Linked DNA regions of Rattus norvegicus: region 2 is linked to region 1. The links are chromatin contacts, called in public Hi-C maps. All regions are on one chromosome and are shown on one strand. The core of a region is the stretch at or near the end of the contact, and the rest is flanking DNA. Distances in the headings are between cores, read along the strand shown. Region 1 overlaps Gsta1 (glutathione S-transferase alpha 1). Region 2 has its middle 15 kb from the start of Khdc1b.

Region 1 (3,536 bases), core at 674-3,173:
ATGGATACACTGTACCCACAAAGCCAGCCTTCGAAAGCTTTGCAACAATCGCATATTTTGACTAAATGTTGACCCTACTTATTGGGAGGCCAACACGTTTTCTAATGCTTCTGTGTTAATTCATATAGACATGACTGATGAGGAATTGCTGGGATGCTATTTGGTTGTAGTTAAAATTTGAAATCATGATCACTTCCTCAGATATTACTTTGAATCTCAATAAAAACTTCGCAAGCTTCTTAGAGTCTGGGGTATTCGAACATCGTCATGAAATAGTTGTAAGGTCCTCGTCAGAGGAGAAATCCTCATGTCAAACTCTTCCTTATGCAAAAATAACCTTTCTGTGGGGAGAGTGCCCTTCCTGACTACACACATACATGTGTACTCTTACACTGTAAAGAAGTTTTTTCCTTCAACTAATTAACCTTTCTGTAAAATTAATTACTCAAACAATATATTTGTGTTCAATATAGAGCAATCATTTCTCCTGGGGCTGCATGAATGATATATATGTCAGATACAGTCATTTACCCCACCCCCGAAGCTCTGAATTTATTGTCACAAAAGTAAGAAAAACTTGGGGTATTCCTAATATAAACTTGGACATTCTGTGCGTCCCATTACTGAGGCTTCTAGAACAGTGTATTCCAAACCTTATGCCTTAAAATAATGTACGCTTATTGTCCACATAGTTCTGGGTGAGGTGTATGTCTGAAATCAAAGTCCTAGAAGCACGAGGTTCTCTCTGAAGGCTTCGAGAAAGGATTCCTCTTAGCCCCTTCCCAGTACCTTTTGGTAGTCAGTCATGCTGAAATCCCTTGCTCTATTGATGTATAACCCAAATCTCTCTACCTCCATGGTAGCATGGCGCTCTCTCTCTCTCTCTCTCTCTCTCTCTCTCTCTCTCTCTCTCTCTCTCTCTCTGTGTGTGTGTGTGTGTGTGTGTGTGTGTGTGTGTGTGTCCCTTGCCATAGAATAGTAATCAGATTATGGGCACCTTAGTATGACCCCAATTCAGTATGTACATCCGTAGAGACCGTTTTTCAAGATGAGGTAACATTGACAGGAATTATGGCTAAGATTGAAACCCTCTCTAGGACGGAATGGTGGGAGCAGTTATTTCTGGTTATATCCCTAATAGAGATACTGCTGCTGGGCACTGAATGAGAGCTCACACAGCCATGTTCCTTCTGCTCTGGCAAAAACACCTGTGGAAAGTGACTTGGAGAACAATGGGTTTCTTTTTCGGCTTACACTCTGGGGATACAGTCCACTCTGCAGGGAAGGTATGCTCGTGAGAGTAGCTTTAGCTCATCTGTCAAGGATACGAACAGCTACTCACATTCCTGACGCAGTTGGGAGGCAGACAGAGAGATGAATGCTGTCAGTGTGGCCATCTAATTCCAGAGTCCAGGTTGAGCCACCCACTCATGATGTGGCCCCTGGTCATCCATGTGTCTCCGAACAGCTACAGGAAGAAGCTGGCAATCACTGCCTTCCTCCTTCGCAGGGCGTAAGTTGATGTCATTATGCAGGGGAAGGCAGACAAGATAAAACAGGGTCTGTCATTAGATGAGAAGGAAGGGAGGCAGGAACAGAGGTTTTAGAAGGAGAGAGGGGAACGAGAGGAGAAGGAGCTGGGAGAACATGGCGGCAGGTGTTAAGATTCTTCTCTGCACATAGACACAGGTTGAATGAATATTTTTAAGGGATGGGCGTGTGCGGGATTTTGGGCTGTCTAGATGGGAAAATTATATCTTATCGATTGGGTCAGAGATTATTGTGTGGTGTGTTCTTTCATGTGGTGACCTAATTGAATCCAAGAGAAGCACCAAGCCTGCCATGGAATTGGGACGTGTATGCCTGGCATGGTAACAACCGTCCAAGGGAACTGGGAGTGAAAGCAAAGCAGTGTGGCAAGGTGCCACGCAGGAATGGCTCACCGACCGCCCAGGGTTAGATAGTACCATGAGGGCCAGCACGGAGCCACTGAGATAAATAAGCGCTACTTCCTATGGACAGCGGAACCTGAAACTAGCAAGAGAGCACCATCCAGATATGCACTGGAACTGGTTGCACGGCTTTTTCTTTTTTACCACAACAGGGGACCTGCAAAGTGCAGTGCGAATATAAAGGAACTCCTTCCATCTCTGAGCTAACTGCATATATGTCTGCTCTTAGGTCACTGTTACATTTCAAGGTGTTTCTTCTTGCTCTGACTGTGAACCAATTTACAAGCCTCTCCCTACCTCTTGTTAATAATCACACGCATTTATTTTTGGCTTTAAGGCCTACGTGTGTGTATGTGTGTGTGTGTGTGTGTGTGTGTGTGTGTGTGTGTGTGTGTGTGTGTACAATGTATGGGCGCAGTGTTCACAGAAGCCAGAGAGGGGTGCCGATCCCCTTGGATCTTGGTCTGGAGTTACAGATCATTGTGAGCTCCTGTGTGGGTGCCTGGAATTGAACCCACGTCCTCCTCGAGATCACTCAATAACTTTTAACAACTCTTAACAACCATGCCATTTCTCCAACCCTTTGCCTGCTTTGCTAGTCGTCTCCCTCTCCCTCTCTCCCTTTCCTTCTCTGTCGCTCCAATCTCCAAAATATGCTTCAGTCTCAAAACCACATGTGGTGAAAATCTTTCCCCATGAAAGATATTTGGAAAGATGAGAATCAGGAAGAAAACACAAGGAGAAAAAAATCCACACATCCTTTCAAAGGTGAAAGAGTCCGAAGGTTGTTGTTTCGCCTAGGAGCAACATTTGACGGATAAGCTTGCGTCCAAGGGTGTTTTGCCATGGGTTTGAGACCCTGAAAGGCAAGACTACAGCTTTCTATCTGTGTGCCTTAGTCACCAGCTATTCCCTAATGTACAGCACAGGCAAAACAAAGATGGTAAACAAAACTAATGGGAGAGGAGGTTAAGGAACCCACGGGCATGTCCTCAGGACTGTGAAATACAACCTCACATTCGGATTCATTGTGCTTAGGATACAACATCAATTTCATTAACTTTATACATCCATTAGGAATTCAGAACTCTCCCTTTATGATGGATTCTTGCTAATGGGCAGGAGAAGATTTTTTTGCATGGGTTGCATTAGGATTGTGGAGACAGATAAAAATATTTCCTTCTCATGATTCAGGCAGCCAGTCTCTGCTCACAATGTCTTCACAAGACACTGCCCCCGGAAATTCTGTAGCAACCTCTCACCTTTTCAATGTGGTTCCTGTAAAAGACACAGGGCATAGGTGTATGGGGGAGGGAGGTATTTGTGACGGTGAGAGATAGAAATAAAATACAAGGGGGAAAGGCATATTGAAGAGAGAGAAGGGGGATAGGTCTGGACAAGATGGGGGCTTGGCAGAGATAAAGCACAGATGCTATCTACAGCTTAGCATCCCTGGTAACATTATCAGTATCTGGTCTGAGCAGATGTCTGAGAGAACTGACATCTGCTCAGTATCTCATAGAAAAATGAAACAGGTTTCTATCAGTCTCATCAGAAATTGTTGCAGATACTGTTCCTGAGGTG
Region 2 (3,606 bases), core at 531-3,030, 110 kb before region 1:
GAGAAGTGGGTCCCCAAAACTCCGTTAAGACCAAGTAAGTGTTCCCAGTGTCCAGGAAGAAGGAGATGGGCTGCCCACATACCATGATGGTTACCCGGGGCTCCCTGCTGGTGATGGCAGTGGTCAGGTCCAGGGAACTCAGGCCCCTTCAATCATTCATAGCCAAACCTAGGAGATCCATTGGAGGGTTATCTGGACGTGATGTCCCCCTGTCCTATACAACACGAGGACAATCAACAGCCCAATGTTCCCCCTTGATGGCACCTAGGACATGGCCCCTTGGCTTTCGGAAGTTAGGGCAAGCCATCGCCCAATGACCTTGTTGACCACATTTGTAGCAGGAGCCTGGCGATTGGTCCCTTAGCCTTAGAAGACCAGGAGTCCAGGGCAGTGGCTGAGGCTGGTCGGACAGCCTTTGCCAGCATATGGTACTTCATTCTTCAAGCCTTCTCATCCCTTCCATGGTACACTTTAAAGACCAGTACCAAAACTTCCGCCTATAGAGTTAGAGGCCCTCTCTTTAGCTTTTTAAGTTTGTCTTTTATGTTGGGGTGCTCTGGGAAAAGAAATAGGTCATCAGAAGTTGCTTACCTTCCAGGTTTTCAGGGTCCATATTACTGAATTGCAATAAAGCCTTTGTAAGTCATTCTAAAAATTGGGATGGGTTTTCCTGTTTTTCCTAAATGACCTTAGGCAGAATGCTAACACCCAGTGTTCCAGAGGCAGAGGCAAGAGGATCTGTTAATCTTGAGATTTACCAGAGAAAAACCGGGTCTACCATTTTGGGTCAATTTTAAAGCAAGCTTTATTAAATATTAAATACTGACCAAGAAATGGACTTTGGTCAAGGCCATTCCCTGGGATTTCCCTGGGGCTGGAATGGCCCCAGTCATATGTTTATAAGGAGTTTATCCTACAACCCTACTGGCTACAGTATTTTCCCTTGAGCCTTTGCTATTTTCCAAAAACTGAACTACAACTCCCACCCTTCCAGATTGTTACCTGGTCCTTGGGGGGCGGGTGAGTCTTTTTTTTTTTTTTTAAGATTTATTCATTTATTTTTATGTACAGCATCCTGCCTGCATATGTGACTGCAGGCCAGAAGAGGGCACCAGACCTCATTACAGATGGTTATGAGCCACCATGTAGTTGCTGGGAATTGAACTCATGACCTCTGGAAGATCAGTCAGTGCTCTTAACCGCTGAGCCATCTCTCCAGCCCGGGTGGGTGAGTCTTATAGGTTAATTTTGGGCGTTACAGATCCATCCCCGGTTCATTTAATACTGCTAACCTAAGCTAAATTATGATATGGGTGTCATCCTGAACAATACGAGCAAGACCCTGTGTCAGAACAAGATAAAATGAAGCAAAACAGTAGCTGGATGCTAATAAAAAGCATGGTGGTGTTTTGCATTTCTTAGGAAGCCAGAGCAGTGCTGTGTGTGGAAGGTGAAGATTGCTGAACTCATCTTGAAACTTTGGTTGGACGCTAGAGGGCAGCAAAGCACACTAAGAAGTGCAATGCTGTTTTAAGGGGGTTTAAAAAAACAAATCTTGATTGGTCTCTTGATTGAGGTATCTGCTCGAGGTCATTAGCTTCGTTATCTGAAAATGTTGGGTTCTAAACATCATTATATTCAGATATAAACCTTAAATGCTGGTTCCAAACAACCCCTTCCCTAAAGAACGAAGCTTGTTTTGCCTCCGACTTAGTCTCTTCCAAGAGACTCACAGTCCAGATTCCCGGCTTCGAAAAAGCTAGCAACACCAATTTTCACAGCCTGCACTCCCATTTCAGCACTGCAGCTTATTCGCCAACAATGACTTCACTTGCTACCCGGCACAGAACAACCAGGAACAAAATAACAATGAGTCCTTTCTCTTAACAACTTGCCAAACACATAGGCTCTGCAAAATCCTGCTTTCTTGTCCCACCCGCGTCGCGGTTCGGTTTTAAAAATAAAATGAAAATACAATTAGACTCTTGAGTCCCTAGAGCCAGTATTAAGACCTTTCATGAACTCTCCTGGCTTTGGACCCAGGTGACATATCTACTCTTCACCTCTTGCTGGTATCGGAGGGCTTGCTCCAGAGAGATCCCTGCAGTAGGGTCAGCTATGGAGGGAATTTAGGACATGTAGTAAGACTGTTCCAAAAGACCAAGGTCTGGTATTAGAGCGCTAGACTTGTGGCTGTTCTGAGTCCTGCCCCAGCACCAGAAAAAGTTAATGTTTGAATATGATTTGGGCAACAGCTCGGAGTGTCATGTTGCCAGACTGAAGAGGGAGGAGACAGGAAGAGATAGAGCTTGAGCCCTTGACGAATTGTGCTTGAACCTCTTGTACGACGACCAGTTTGACCGAGTTTCCTGGTACTTGAAATTTAAAGCACACTTAATTTTTGCCCTCTTTTACATACATCTTATTTTGATAGCTAGTTTTATCAAACGGCTGCTTTTCTTTTTTTTTTTTTTTTAATTTGGTTCTTTTTTTTTTTTTTTTTTTCTTTTTTCAGAGCTGGGGACCGAACCCAGGGCCTTGCGCTTCCTAGGTAAGTGCTCTACCACTGAGCTAAATCCCCAGCCCCACGGCTGCTTTTCTTAAGATTTATTTGCATTGTGTGCTGTAGCTGCTTGTATCCTAATGCTAATTTGCGTCTCCCAAAATTGTTACCATGAGAGGGTCTGTGAAAAAGCTTCTGAGAACCTGCCCCCCAGTTAGTTCTGATTGGAGGGGTGGGGAGAGACACCAGCACCCAATATCTGGGGCAGGATTTAGGGTTCCCAGGCTTGGGGCCTCGGGACTGCTGGGAAGCAGGAGGGAAGGAGAGAGAGGACATGCCTTAGGAGTGTGCAGGGCAGAGACAAGAGCCACCATGGGATAGAAAAGCAAGGAGAGCGCCCTGGGCTATGGATCAAGAAAATGTGGCCTAGGGGCTGGGGATTTAGCTCAGTGGTAGAGCGCTTACCTAGGAAGCGCAAGGCCCTGGGTTCGGTCCCCAGCTCCTAAAAAAAAGAACCAAAAAAAAAAAAAAAGAAAAGAAAATGTGGCCTAGAGGGCTGCTCAACTGGGTCATGAGCAGCCAACGGAACATAGAAATTAGTAAGTAGTAATTGAGAATTACCGAGTTATCAGTAAGGAAGGGGATTCTAGCAGCATGGAGGGTAGGCAGCTGCCCAGCGAGTGTGCTGCTTAAGGCAGATTGAAATATAAAGGCTGTGTGTGTGTGTGTGTGTGTGTGTGTGTGTGTGTGTGTGTGTGTGTGTGTGTCTTCCAGGAACATAAGCCATTGAGGTGGGCAGCAATGGTTTAATAAACTCCATGCAGGGGTCTATTAAGATACTAACACTACAGTATGCACATGGGTGTTTTGCCCCAGTGTGTCTGTGTACCCCATGCTACAGCTCCAGGAAGCCAGAAGAGGGTATTGGGTGTCCTGGTATTGGAATTACAGATATTTGTGAGCTGCCATGTGGATGCTGGGAATCAAACCAGGGTCCTTGAGGAGAGCAGCCAGTGGCCTTAACTGCTGAGACATCTCTCCAGCCCCCAACTGTCTTTAAAAAACAAAACAAAACATCAACAACAAAAACAAAAAGCTATGGG

The links. Hi-C and Micro-C count contacts between places; a contact is called where the count stands out from the background.
Region 2: a contact with region 1 is called in a Hi-C map of liver, with 6 times the contacts expected there. The contact joins two enhancer-like sites. A contact is called at or near these places in 12 of 12 Hi-C or Micro-C datasets (the A7r5 cell line, the Rat2 cell line, Schwann cells and 7 more) and 1 of 1 datasets of contacts at active chromatin or transcription factors (oligodendrocytes).

What each region holds. Positions count from the first base shown.
Region 1 is chr9:31,196,593-31,200,128 of GRCr8, reverse strand. It overlaps Gsta1 (glutathione S-transferase alpha 1), which reads left to right. Exons shown (of 7, transcript NM_031509.2): 7 at 1-242. Among named protein-coding and RNA genes, the nearest start is that of Gsta1, 18 kb to the left of the region's middle. Within about 2 kb of position 1,923, at least 2 of the 93 cell types and tissues checked have an H3K27ac peak or open chromatin away from gene starts, as enhancers often do. A contact at or near this core is called in liver, where this site is marked.
Region 2 is chr9:31,301,580-31,305,185 of GRCr8, reverse strand. No RefSeq gene overlaps it. Among named protein-coding and RNA genes, the nearest start is that of Khdc1b, 15 kb to the left of the region's middle. Within about 2 kb of position 1,780, at least 52 of the 93 cell types and tissues checked have an H3K27ac peak or open chromatin away from gene starts, as enhancers often do. A contact at or near this core is called in liver, where this site is marked.